2 separate regions of the Acanthopagrus latus genome follow, and region 2 is linked to region 1. Evidence: chromatin contacts called from public Hi-C data. All regions are on one chromosome and are shown on one strand. Each heading gives the region's core, a stretch centred on a gene start, on an enhancer-like site or on the middle of the called end of the contact. The rest is flanking DNA. Distances are from core to core; before and after follow the strand shown. Region 1 holds the start of taf1a (TATA box-binding protein-associated factor RNA polymerase I subunit A). Region 2 holds the start of slc35f6 (solute carrier family 35 member F6).

Region 1 (6,660 bases), core at 3,302-5,801:
ATCCTCATCGCAACGCCACCGTCGGTTGATTCCTGGCGGAATCTCAGCAGAATCTCTTCATTGTAAGACACAATGTGATGTTGATGTTCTGAGTTGTTCTCTAAAGAAGTTCCTTCTCCACTGGTTTTCTATCCAGCTGAGTACTTCAGCGTGAGGTCTGTAAGAAGAAAGACATCGATGAAATGTGAAGCAACATTACACCGAAGGTGCGATATGTAAGAAATGGCGTCTTGAATCTGACTGAGTCTGAATCAGAATTTTGATTTATTTTTTCCTTCAAAAATTCCTCAAACCAATCATCAAAATAGTTGCTGGTTCATTTAATTGTCGACAACTCATCAATTGTTGCAGCTTTATTGATTTCTCAAGTTCTGTCATTTTCATTAGATTTCAGTGAACAATAACCATGTGGAGTTTTATCTTCAGGCTTCCCTTGAATTGTAAAATGCTGAATACCACAAAATACAATGTTTAACACTTATTTGGCATGATCTTTCTGAAAATTAGCATGTTATGACTGTTAGCAAAGAAATAGTATTACTTGGCAATGTCGTGTCTAAAAATCTCCTGCCGTGTAATTACAGTAACATTCAGGCCTGACTTAAGTAATGGTTCACAGTTACAGTTAACATCCTGATGTCATTTTATACACTTCTGGATGTTTTCTTCATCTTCTTACCTGGGCAAAGGATTTTTGTCAGTGATGCCTTCACTTCCTTGAGCTCCGGGTTCTCCTCAGAGTCTTTACTGGCGTGGAATCTTGTGAAGTGCAGCGCAGGCCACCAGTCTTTTCTTGCAGCCATTTTTTCAGAGACAACATCCTTCCAGTCCTCTCTGATTTAACACACAAATGTGCAGAAAAACAACAATAAATGACACATCAAAAAAAGGCTAACGTGTCCAAAAATAGTTTCAATTTCTCAAACACTGCTCACGTACTGTAACTGTAATTTCTGAATAATGGCTTTTAATCTCTTCCACACGTCCAGGTTGCCTCTCCAGCAGGCAAAGTCCAGCATTTCAAGAATGACTCCTAATGCTTTCTGGTGGTCACTTTTTTTCTCTGTGGAAAACAAAACACAACAATAATGGACATCATGGAACCAAGAAACGTTACACAAAGACATGGATTTAACACATTTTGAGTGTTTTTACCAAAAAAACATAAAAATGAATTTAAATAAAATACAAAAGCCACTAGATGTTTCCAGTTTCAGTCACTTCATCAAACAGAACTCAAATTAAACTTTTTCTCACGTGAATTTGAATTTTTATATCAATAAAAACCTGATAAGATGTAACTTTTAGGCCACATCATAGATATTTAATTTAAATCAAACCTGCTTTTACCTGACTGAAGCAGGAGAGAGCTGTACTCCAACATCAGCTCATGGCTTGGGACCAACACATGAAGGACCTGCAGTGTGAAGAAGAGAAATTTTAAGGACAAGTTTAAACAAAGGTTGTATCATAACTTGTACACAGTTTGACATCATTACACTTTTATATCTGTCTTTAAAATATCAGCAATACACAAACTGAAATACTGTTTACAGTATCAAAGCCCGTAACCCAAACTAGGAACAAGCAATAACTCAATAACGTATACAAGCATGAAAAGATACACTTCATTTTTAGCTACAGTGCTTTTAATAAACAGTTGTACCTTCAGTACTTTAATCAGCTTCTTGTCTGTAGCATTATGCCGCTTTAAGTACTGGTACAGGTAGACATGTGCGTTGGGATTGGGTGGGAAAGTGTCATCATAAGCATAATCATTCAGGACTTTTAAAGCCTCCTCGTGATCCTCGTAGAACTCCAGCATCTGTTAAAATACATCCACGGTTAAACAATAAGGGAGCAGGGACGTTTCACTTGAATTTGGCCTGAAATTCCACAAGAACAAGTCTGACGGAACATTTGATTTGTTGAACAGCAAGATGTATTGCATTTCAGGAACTGGTAGCAATGAAATGAAGGAAGTATAAATCGATTATCAAGATTGCTGCTGATTTTCTTTCAGCTGACTGATTGCTGCAGCTCGAATCTATTCTGTTTCACTGTGTGATATTACTTGTATATGCTTCTTTGATTAAATCAAGCAGCTGGGATTGAGTGCTCACCTCAACATAACTCAGTATGAAGGGATCCCAGACTCCAGGATTTTTCAAAATCTCCTTTAGATTCACGGAGGCCTGTCTGAAGTAGCTGTGCATGTCTTGGTTGTCACCAGTGTCATGATGATCTGAGAACAGAAGGACTAGTTTACTCTGCGTTTGAGACAAAAATATTCCATCGCACCAGTGGGCATTTAGTCAAAAGTCTCTAAAACTTTTTTTTTTATATGAGTAGTTGCTTTGTCTGATCACAAGGTGGCAGTATGAGATCACAGAGGAGCTTGCAGCATGTCTTGGTAATGGATATAAATGAATAATAGATGCTTTGGTTGTCAAGAAGTGTCTCATATTACCAGTTTTGGAGTGTGTGAACTTTTTGTCACACCAGATGATGTAATCCAGTAAACTCCTGTAGGCCTGGATCAGTTTAGTGTTCTGATACTGAGCTGCTGACTCCTTCCCATGCCTCCAACTCTCAGCAACAGACAGCTGATGCTTTGCATCCTCGATGTGGCCGTTGAGCATCAGGTGGAATGAATGTTCCAGACAGATCTACAGACGCAAAGCGACACGTCTCAAATGTGTTGAAGTAATGTAAAAATAAAGTAATTCAACATGGCAGTGCACTATGTCGTCAGGTCTACCAGCCAACATACCATCAGGTAATGTTTAACTCCAGAGTGTTTCATTCGTTCATAGATGTTGTTGTAGTCTTCCAGCCTTGAGTTTGGGTGATGGTGAAGGATCTCAGTGCTGATTCTCCAAATAAGCTGGGTTGGAAGTTGCAAAAAGAGATTTAATATCAAGATGATTTATCAGATTGTTTAGCTAACCAATACTTTATTCATTAAAAGGACTCAAATTGTTTGCAATCTCTGCAAAGCTATTTTGCCTGGAGTACTGTAAAATGTTAACCATTATGTTTTTAGAAAAAGGGCTCTTGTGGCAGTAACTGGACTGTTACATTAAAAATAGTGTCTCTATCCCAGTCTGCATGATACAAAACAGATTAACACAGACAAAACCAAATCTACCTCTTTAGACTGCTGAACTGCGCTGTGGGTCGTGTTCTCTAACATTTGCGGGTAACACGCCATGTACTCCGCTGCCTCTTGCCATCTATGATGCAGCAGGGCGTCTCTGATCTGCTCCAGACAGCCTCGCGTACTCCGGTGAAACCCGGTTTCCTTCAGTGTCTCTAAAGATAAAAATCAAAACAATAATTTGATGACATAAATTGCATTTGTCATAAACATTATTACCTATAGGCACAAAGTGATGTGGGACTTTTAATGGTGATATCAATATGGATATTTAAAAGGGTAAAAAATGACCGATGGACCTTTTTTACTGAAGCACATAACAGAAAGGAACATTTTCAAAAAGGATCCTATAAATTGTGACTACTTTGCACCAAGGTCTCTTGAAAAATGTACAGAGATATCGTTATATATCTTCAATAGGTTAATGTAAGCAGATCAGTCCCTCTTAAAAGGGTTCTACATGTAAGTAGAGCAACGTATGTAAGTACTGTACAACTCACCTTCACAAATGGGATTAACCAGAGGGAGCTTTGACTTCTTAATTCCTATTGAAGAGTTGTCATCAGAGGAATCCTCTAAGTCGTCGAGAGGCCTGAGCTCTTTTTCCAAGTCATCCATTATCAGCCACAGAGACTCAGCTGAGATAGCTGCCTTTTCTCCTGCGGTGTAAAAAGATATTCGCGTCAGTGAGCGACTTACTAACAAGACGTAAATATTCCCCAGCCTCAAGCACCATGAATCATGAATGTTTAACTGTTGCTTTATCAATCATTTAAAGTCCAAGCTGATGTTTTCAGATTGCTTTTCTGTATGACCAACAATCAACTAACCACTTAATCGATGTATCATTCATAGTGTGGAGTTCATTAAGGTGTAATAGCACACTGACACACAATGAAAGACCAGTGGCAGCGTTTTAGTAGTCAGTTAACAGTAACTTCATTCTACATTTGTAAAGGTGTTTTATTTGAGGCCAACTCACGAACTAATAGCTTTGTTAGCAAAGTGTTGAATAAACGTTCCCCCCGACAAACTATCCCTAATAAATCAACTACACCAAGATGACGTGTATTTCGACAGGAAAGACATATGCAAACTTATCTCGGGTAAAATAAGTGCAGCTCAGTTCCTACCTGCTGAGGGGTAACGCCACTCAGATATCACTGGAAGTAAACAATGTGCAGCTGCTAACCAACGGCTAAGCTAACCTGCAACGGGAAGCTAACACTCAAGTCCAACACGAGGTGCCGATTCAGACTTCGAATATCTGTTATTCTTGCGAAAAAAGACAGTTATAGAGCTGTTTCTTGTATTGAAGACTGGTGGCAGGTCCACATGTAGAAAGCTATTCAATACAGTAGCAAGGGAAGTAGAGAAGAAAGCTACACGATTATTGGTTATTATGACCGGAAGAGGCGGGACACATTCTTCTTCGTCTTCTTCTTCTTCCTCTTCTTCTTCTTCTTCTTCCAGAGGCCAGTGCTATCTATCTATCTATCTATCTATCTATCTATCTATCTATCTATCTATCTATCTATCTATCTATCCAGTATCCAGACTGAATGTAATTGTTTATTGGCAAAATATATTTTTCAAAGGACACTAGTTACTATTTTCTATTGAGTATGATAACATTTGCTGCCCAAAAACATTATTTCTCAGGGTGGATGGATAATACGCCACCTGCAATTGATAGCTGGCACAAACTGATGTTTGAGGTAATACCAATGGAATATCTAACATACAGATTTAAATGTAAAATGGATATTGTTTTTAAAGACACTCTACTTTAGATGTACTGTTTAAAATACTGACAACTATTATGTTGAAAGGAGAGCTGTATGGCAACAAAGAAAATTTTTAGGGTGTGAGATGGATAGTACTAGTATTTGTTATTCAAATGTATAATTTCTTATTTTGTCTTCTCTGTCTTTAGATGTTATTTTGTTGAAAACTGCCAACTGTAATGGGACTTAGCTTTTCCTTATCCATGTGTGCATGGAGACTGTGATAATGTGGCTGTTGTTTGTTGTGTTGTGGTTATTTGTCTTTATGTTGAAAAGCATAATAAAGATACCCTGAGATAAGACATTTATTTCCTTATTTTTTTTGTAATTCTCCTTTCTGCTTTCTCTGGCTGTTAGGTGGAATTATTAAGTATTGTGTTTTTTGTTTGTCTTATTTGTTATTGTTGTTGTTAACAATAAACATCTTAATCTTCGACTGTCTTGAGTCTAAACTACACATGGGCGCTGGGGATGATTTATGACATTAAGATGCACCAGTTTAAATGTAATAAGTGAATAGTCATAGACATGTTGTATATAACAAGGAACCCAGTTTCTCACTCTCACAAACCCAGTGTTGTGCATAATGCCTGGATGTGTGTTGGATCCATCAGCGTTGAGGCAGATAGTTTCTCTGTCACTGCATCTATCTGGCATATTGTTTCCCACAGTCCCTTGAAGCAGCCTGATCCCTGCTGCTGTGAAAACCTCTCCGTGCCTACACCCAGCCGGATCTGATCTGCTGACGTGTCGGCTCCTTGTGGCCAGTGCTCATGCTCCAGCAGCAGAACCAAGCCAGTCCACAAAACTGCCAACATGGCAGCAAAACACTTCTACCGACAAGGATTTTTATTACTTTTATTTAATTTTATTTCCACCGCAGCCTTGGAGAAACGTTTCTCCGACTTTAAAAGATGTGCCGACGAGGAGTGCAGCAGTAAGTTTCCAGGCTTGTCGGGACTGTTAGCTCAGCGGGTCTTCAGGGATGCTTCCTCCCGTATCCCGATACTACAGCTAGCCATAAACTGCGCCTTATCTCTTGACCTGTTGCCAGTCGATATTTGCTATCTGTAAATCCTCCGGGAGTTGTTGTGATGCTGTTGAGCTGTGTGCTGCTTATTAAACCCACGGGAGGCTAACATTAACGTTAGTCTTTAACCTGGGAAGGTTATTCGCTCAGACGCAGCCAGAGTTGGCTGGTTGCCTGGCAGCTCCGGCCTGCCTCAATGGATCGATAGTGAAGCAGCTAATGCTAGCAGCTAGCTAATTAGCCACCGGCCGGCTTGTTGGGTAAAAACTCTGCTAGCGCCTGAATAAACAATAGTTAAGATTAGCTAACAAAGTACAAGCCTCGCTAGCTCTATTGCTAAGCAACACTGGCTTTGGTTGTGACTTCTTACCTTTATGCTAAAGCTACTCAGCGCAAACTAACCTCCCTCTGGGCAGCAATTACCTCAAATCTGACGCTAGCTTAAGGCGACAAACTGATGGAGGAATGATACTGTCGTGCTTTTAATACAGGGTTATGTTCCAGGTTGCTTTGTCAGGGAAAAACCAAACATTGGACAAGCCCGGGGGGATTGTTACAGCTGTTGTGACCTAAAATATCCTGGAAGTGTTGACAACAAAACAAAAGGCTTATGGAATTGATGAGAAACAGTTTGATCATGAAGACATATCATCAGGGAAAGCTGGTTGTAAGTCATAAAAGAT
Region 2 (6,565 bases), core at 1,476-3,975, 150 kb before region 1:
CAATGGCCCCTGAAAACTCCTGTTCTTAGATTGTTATAACGTCAGGTTTTAAGGTCTGGTCTAAAGTCCTGATCATGTCATGATAACATTATCATATAATGACATTGCACAATAAATCAATCAATTCTGCGATGAACTAATTGAGTTCACAAATATATACTTGTCATACTTGGTAGAGAAAGAAAAGTCTCACAATGCCAGTTTAGTGGCTCTTCTGGAGCTTTGGATTTTGATCTTAGACAGCAGACGGAATTGTAGATCTACAAATTCCGAAGCAGTCGACTCAACAGGCAGAAATATAATATAATATAATATAATATAATATAATATAATATAATATAATATAATATAATATAATATAATATAATATAATATAATATAATATAATATAATATAATATAATACAATGTGATATCATATCATATCATATCATATCATATCATATCATATCATATCATATCATATCATATCATATCATATCATACCATATCATATCATGGTTTCATCTAGTGCATGTTCACCTGAAACTAAGAATCTTTTTTTAGTCAGAATAAGCCTTCAAAATCTACAGGAAGCGGGTCCTCTCCTGTGGAGTCCAGACCAACGGACAACTTGAACACTGACTCTGCAGACGGCCTTTCACATTTTCAGTTAGAGGAATAGGGGAAGAGATTAGTTTTACCAGGATATAGAAGACATGACCCTCCCTCCTCTAGCTCTGACTGGTTTAGCCTCATAGTCTTACCCTAACCTGAAACAATCTCCTTTCTCATACCTAAACAGGTAGCAGTCATTCAGAGGCAGAGTAGGATGGGTCATGACTTTGCCAAGCTTGGAAATAAAACTCATTGTGTAAGGGAGGCTGTGGCTCTGGATGCTAAACTGGTTGTAATCAGTAACTTTGACACTAGATGCCACTATATCCTAAAAATTCTTGTCACGCTGGACCATTAAAGTTAATGGAGTTAATGGAAACGAAGTGAACATCTTAGGAAATTGGACACATGTCATCAACTAATGAGGATCATGTGATATGATCAGAGGCACGAGAACATGTTCTCACTGGACAGTTTTGTTCCCCCCCGAACACTGATCCTCAGCTAAAAACACTTCCTTTTTTTATTCTCCTTTTTACTTTAGGCTTTAAATGAAACTTTCAGATGCATGCTAGTGTTTTGTTTTGTTTTTTTGTTTTTTGTTTTTTTTGCTTGTTTGTTTTTTGTTTTGTTTTGTTTTTTACACCGGCAATGTTAATAAGTGCAGCTGTCCCAGTTAGAATATCAACATTAATCTCTCTTCACTGCTCCTCTTTAACTACATATGGTTGAGTAACTAAACATTGCATATTTTCATTATTGAAATGCAACTGAATACATTCACAAGTACTAAGTATGTACTTGTAATTTTGTATTTTCATTTTATGTAACTTCCTACTTCTACTTCATTACATCTGAGAGGTAAATATTGTTCATTTCAATCCCCTACATTTGACTGACATCATTCGTTACTGGTTAATATATACTGTACCCGTCCTGTCTGTTGAAAACTGTGTATGTACAGATTTGGCGATTTGAAGTGGAATTTTTCTGAGTGAAGGATTACTTGTTTCTTGGTGGGATAAGAGAATTCTGCCACTTCATAATTCTAAATAAACAATCAAAAAATGTGTATTATCTGGTAAACGCGTATAGAAAGCTTTCCAAGAGATACGTGGTTGTCATGGCACAGTGACTCCGGAAACTTGAGATGATCCTATAAAATACAAAGGAAAAAGTTACCGAATTATCTATAAAGTACTTAAAATTGGCACAACCTTGAATATCAACAACAGTAAAATGTAATACACATGCACATAATGCACCAGTAATCTTAATCCAAAGGACCATTAGTGCAGAGAGCACACTTTTACTTTTGATATCTAAGTAGGACTACATTCCACCGATGATGATTAAATATTTTTATTGAAGTAATGATTGAATGCGGGGATTTCACCTGATTTTTTTTTAACAGTATGACATATTTCAGTTCTTTTTCCGCCACTTTAGGTTTTACGAAACTAAGGACAATTTAGCCAGGAAGTGCAGGCTGGCACAACAGAAGTGCAAGTCGAGAAGTTTAAGTCTTGCGACTTGACTTGAGACATGATAACTCGAATGACTTGTGTTCATTTGATGTCTTTTCTTTAACTGGTAGGTCTGGCTCTCTGGATTTTCACTCCTTTAATGTGATTGAGAAGACTGAGTCACAAAAGAACAAATTCAATTCAAACTTTTTGAACAGGTTGGATAAATTGGACAATGATGTCATTATTTGACAGGTATTACTACCTTGTCTTATCTGCCGTGTCTTCTTACCTGACAACGTAAAAATAAAGTTTCTAGAGGAAAGGTGACCTGATTACTCCCAAAACTAACTTGGACTCATTGATTTCAGTCACATGCCTGAAGGTTGTAAATAAAAACACACAGGTTTTTTTTAAAAAAAATGTATCCTATCTTTGAGGCACGTTTCTAAATACATGGTAGAAGCTTTTGTATGTGGTATTGTCCACAACACAGACTTATTAAAAATGATGACCTCCATCTTCCTTCTTGTAAATAATTCTTTGATTTTCACTCCTGCTCTCTTTCGATTTGTTCGATTTGTTCGATTGCGTTATTTCCGGGAGTCATTGAACGCAGCGTGTGGCGTGCGCAAGCGGTCAGCTGACACTGAGCTGTCATGTGGCGTTCAAAGGCGGAGTAAACTGTGAGAATAACAACCGGTGGCTCTGTGGACAAGCAGCACCTCTGTGGTCGACTGTACCTGGTTTGTCTGTCCCGTTCACACGTCCAGCATGGCTTGGACCAAATATCAGCTGTTCCTTGCGGGACTGATGCTCACAACCGGGTCTCTCAACACATTATCGGCAAAGTGAGTAGATTTGATTATATTTCTCTATTGGGATCATGGGTTAATAATTACTTAATGTCACTGTAGGAGACTGAAAGTGTGCTAAAACAGAATTAAACCAGTGTTTTAACAAAAAAGTGTGAATGGACATGAACTGTGGGGCTTGTCAGCGAAACAACTCTTTAGCTAAGTTATCGAACAAAGTCGCTTATTACGTTTTTGTTTCGTAGTATTATCAGGTTACTAGCCCTCTTGTAGTTGTAGCTGCTGTTGCTGCTAGCTCCTAGCTAAACAACAAGCTAATGGAATGTTAGCTTGTTAGCTTTCAGAGCGGTCGATTTAAACATCCCTGTGTGTAATGAGACGCTACATGTATCCGGAGGCTTGTTTAACTGATGTTAAGGTTATTGACAGCTTGATAAGATAGCTGACAGGAAACTGGCTCTTCAAACAAGCTTTATCTAAAGTAAAATGTCGCGGTTATCCAATTAAACTGCTCTGTAGCTGCATAATGCATTATCATGAGGTACCGGTATCTCTGTATGCAAATATGCTGTGATGAGACGTAAGTGAGGTGAAGTACTAACCCAGGTCCGCCTCCTTCTTTGTAGATCACAGGTAAATATAGTAGCAGGTATAAAAGAATAGTCAACATAGATGTCAGAGCTGCAGCCAGTCCTAATTTTATTAATCTGCAGTGTTAAAAAAACATCTCAGAAAATGATTCACATTATTTATCCTCACAGACCACAAAGGGCCATCTTCAGCTGGCTTGTTTTGTGCAACCAATTGTTCAAAATTCACAGACACTCATTTTGCAATGTTCTAAAACAGATACAAGCAACAGATCCTCGACTCTAAGAAGCATGAAACTGTAAAAAACCACATTTAATCTGATAAGTCGTTCAACAACCAATTTCAGGTGGCAGCAGTATACTCATTTCAAGGCACGCTGTGGTATGAGAGCCGACATTTAAAATACCATGCACATTTGCTTATCTGCAGTTTTGAACGATAGTGATATAAAAGCAAAACCATCGCATTTGAGAAGCCATAGTAAGATAATGTTATGGTATTATTTCTTGATGGATGATATGAATTATTAATGACTAACTGTTGCAATTCAGTTGCCTTGTATTCTTGTCTCAAAAGGAAGAGGCTCCAGAAACCAGCTCTTTTTTTTTTTTTTACTTCTCTAATAATCTGTGATGTCAGCTCTCTTACCGCCTGACACTCGCTTTTTCTGCCTTTTGTGTGGGTTTTGTCAGCTGAGCAAACCTTATGAATCACAGTTCGAGCGCATCGTGTGGAGTTGATGCGCCTGACAAAACAAGCTGTGTCATGTTTTCTTAGAGAAAGACTAAAACAACTATTGGGTCGGGTTCCACTCCGGCGCCGCCTCACTGGTTTTGAAGCCCCATCAGCTGAGATCAGTTACAGCGTGTAGGTTGATAGTTTTGGTGCAACTTTCACTGGGAGACACGCGCCACCGTAGGAAGTCATATAACCCACACACATTGTCTCTGAATAAAAAGGGAACGTCTGGTTCAGCCAGCCGGCCCAGTTCTAGTTTCTAATATTATATTCATGAGCTCGGCAATCATTGCATGTGGAGGAAGTGCTGTGTCATCACGCCGTAGGACCACATTCCCTTGTCTTGCATTTTTAAATGCAGACAGGACGCTCACATGCTGCTCATGCTTCCTCTGACTGTCTGACTGCAAAAGTCAACGGGTTATATAAAAAGTGACTCCAGTACTCATTAACTGAACACGTTACCCTGATCAAATCATATGATCGAAACTTTATGGAAACTGTAGTGTGGCCAAGTGTAATATCCAAACCGCAGCAGCTGCGACCTCTTCATGAAAGTACAATGTGTCAGAACAGACCATCAGGGCTCAAGATGAGCACCAACCACCTGTCGAATGTTGGTTAGATATTGAGTTGTAAAAATATGTTCTTATCTGACAGATGGGCTGACATGTTCTCAGCGAAAGGTTGCCATGGCGATCCTGAACATTCATTCTCCCACCCGTTCGTCCAGGTAAGGCAGCAAACTGCAGGTGACGATGTTGTGTCACACTTGAGGTACAATTATCAGATCGTGTCAAAAGAGACGCGCCAGTCCAATTTTTTTTTGTTTTCATTTTTAATGATACCTGAATTTTATCATCTGACAAAACTGATAAAATCCATTTTGATATTAGCTTTATACAGTACACATTACAACACTACAACAGTTTGTCTCACTTTTGTGTGTTGAGAGAATAAAATATCTCCAGTTGGTATAAAACTGTCACTCCTTCACTCAGTTGAGGATTTACTGATGTAATGTTACTCAAGCTCTGCCTTTATGACTTATTCTTGGGGACACAAAACTCTTTGTAGACCTGTTTGATTACTGATTAATTCATACATATGTGCTGCAACATTTTGACTGTGGGCTTGAAATTGCATTATATATATTTATAATATATGAAAAACATCAGACTATGGAATCTGGATCTGTACATTGAACAGTGACATCAGTCCTGTATCCCACAGTAGTATGTCAGTATCAGCACCTGATAACGATGTTGGATCAGATCAGCACCAACCCCGCTGCTCACGTTGTCATGTTTACCTATACATTGTTGGTCAGATAGCTGCTGAAGTACAACAACATTTGCAGATTTTGGCTCAGCTGCTTGTGTTCCATGAACAATGAACTGCGTGATTGTTTGGTACCTTTAATTGATTAGAAAATCTGGTTTAATAGAAAAACGTGTTTCATAAACTTATTTGATTGTTCCATTGTCAGACCAAGTTATGTATCAATAGTAGGATATTCAAATATATATGTCTCGTACTTTAAACATACATTATGTAAAATCTCTGCATTAAAATGTCTAAACATGAAAAGATCGTTGCTATATAGTTTGTGTAGTTTTGCACTTGCATCGTCCCAAATGTCCCGACAGTGTTCAAACCCTGAGAAATATTCAAGTTAACTCAAAGTAGCGTTTGAGCGTTTCATCCGCCCACATGTGACTGTAACTTCTGGGGAAACACCAGAAAGCGAGGAAGGAATCTGGCAAACAAGATGAAACATTGCTTGAATACATTTTTTTATTCATTACCTCGTCTGGGAACATTTCTGACTGAGTCACGTCAGATTTTGATTAGCAATGGTGGTTGTTCACCAATGAAGAATGCAACTCCCATGATCCCACACAACATACCTAATAAATGTATTTTGTTTTCATTGTTTTGATTGAGGGACCCCTCGCAGCAGATATATATAGATCAATATGTTTACTCAAATAAATGCTGCTGACCTGTCAGGACTCAGGCCCATCTTGAAAATCAAGCGGTGCATCTGAAAAGACTTTCTTTAAACAAATCCAACCAGTAACTGTTTTGTCAAAAATCTAATTATAATTATCTAATTACCTCTCAGGCAGTGGGGATGTTTCTGGGTGAGCTGAGCTGTCTCGCCGTCTTCTACATCTTACTTTGCCATGACAAACGTAGGCCACAGCCCACAATGAACCCCGGCCAGAACTTCAACCCTCTCCTCTTCTTCCCACCCGCCATGTGTGACATGACAGCTACCTCCATCATGTATGTTGGTAAGTGAACTGCAGCTTTTTAGCCTTTTTCTGCTAAAAACGGTAACAAAACTTGTTTG

What was found. Hi-C and Micro-C count contacts between places; a contact is called where the count stands out from the background.
Region 2: a Hi-C map of muscle shows a contact between it and region 1, with 6 times the contacts expected there. The contact joins the promoter of slc35f6 here to the promoter of taf1a in region 1. A contact is called at or near these places in 2 of 4 Hi-C or Micro-C datasets (liver and muscle).

The regions. Positions count from the first base shown.
Region 1 is chr22:12,392,842-12,399,501 of fAcaLat1.1, reverse strand. taf1a (TATA box-binding protein-associated factor RNA polymerase I subunit A) reads right to left here and starts at 4,551. Exons shown (of 11, transcript XM_037085602.1): 1 at 4,294-4,551; 2 at 3,661-3,819; 3 at 3,152-3,315; 4 at 2,774-2,887; 5 at 2,471-2,669; 6 at 2,124-2,245; 7 at 1,667-1,825; 8 at 1,351-1,417; 9 at 940-1,063; 10 at 680-834; 11 at 1-157. The coding sequence starts at 3,778. The coding sequence ends at 129. mia3 (transport and Golgi organization protein 1 homolog) reads left to right here and starts at 5,669. Exons shown (of 27, transcript XM_037085587.1): 1 at 5,669-5,884. The coding sequence starts at 5,764.
Region 2 is chr22:12,540,903-12,547,467 of fAcaLat1.1, reverse strand. slc35f6 (solute carrier family 35 member F6) reads left to right here and starts at 2,725. Exons shown (of 6, transcript XM_037087352.1): 1 at 2,725-2,913; 2 at 4,867-4,939; 3 at 6,335-6,506. The coding sequence starts at 2,837.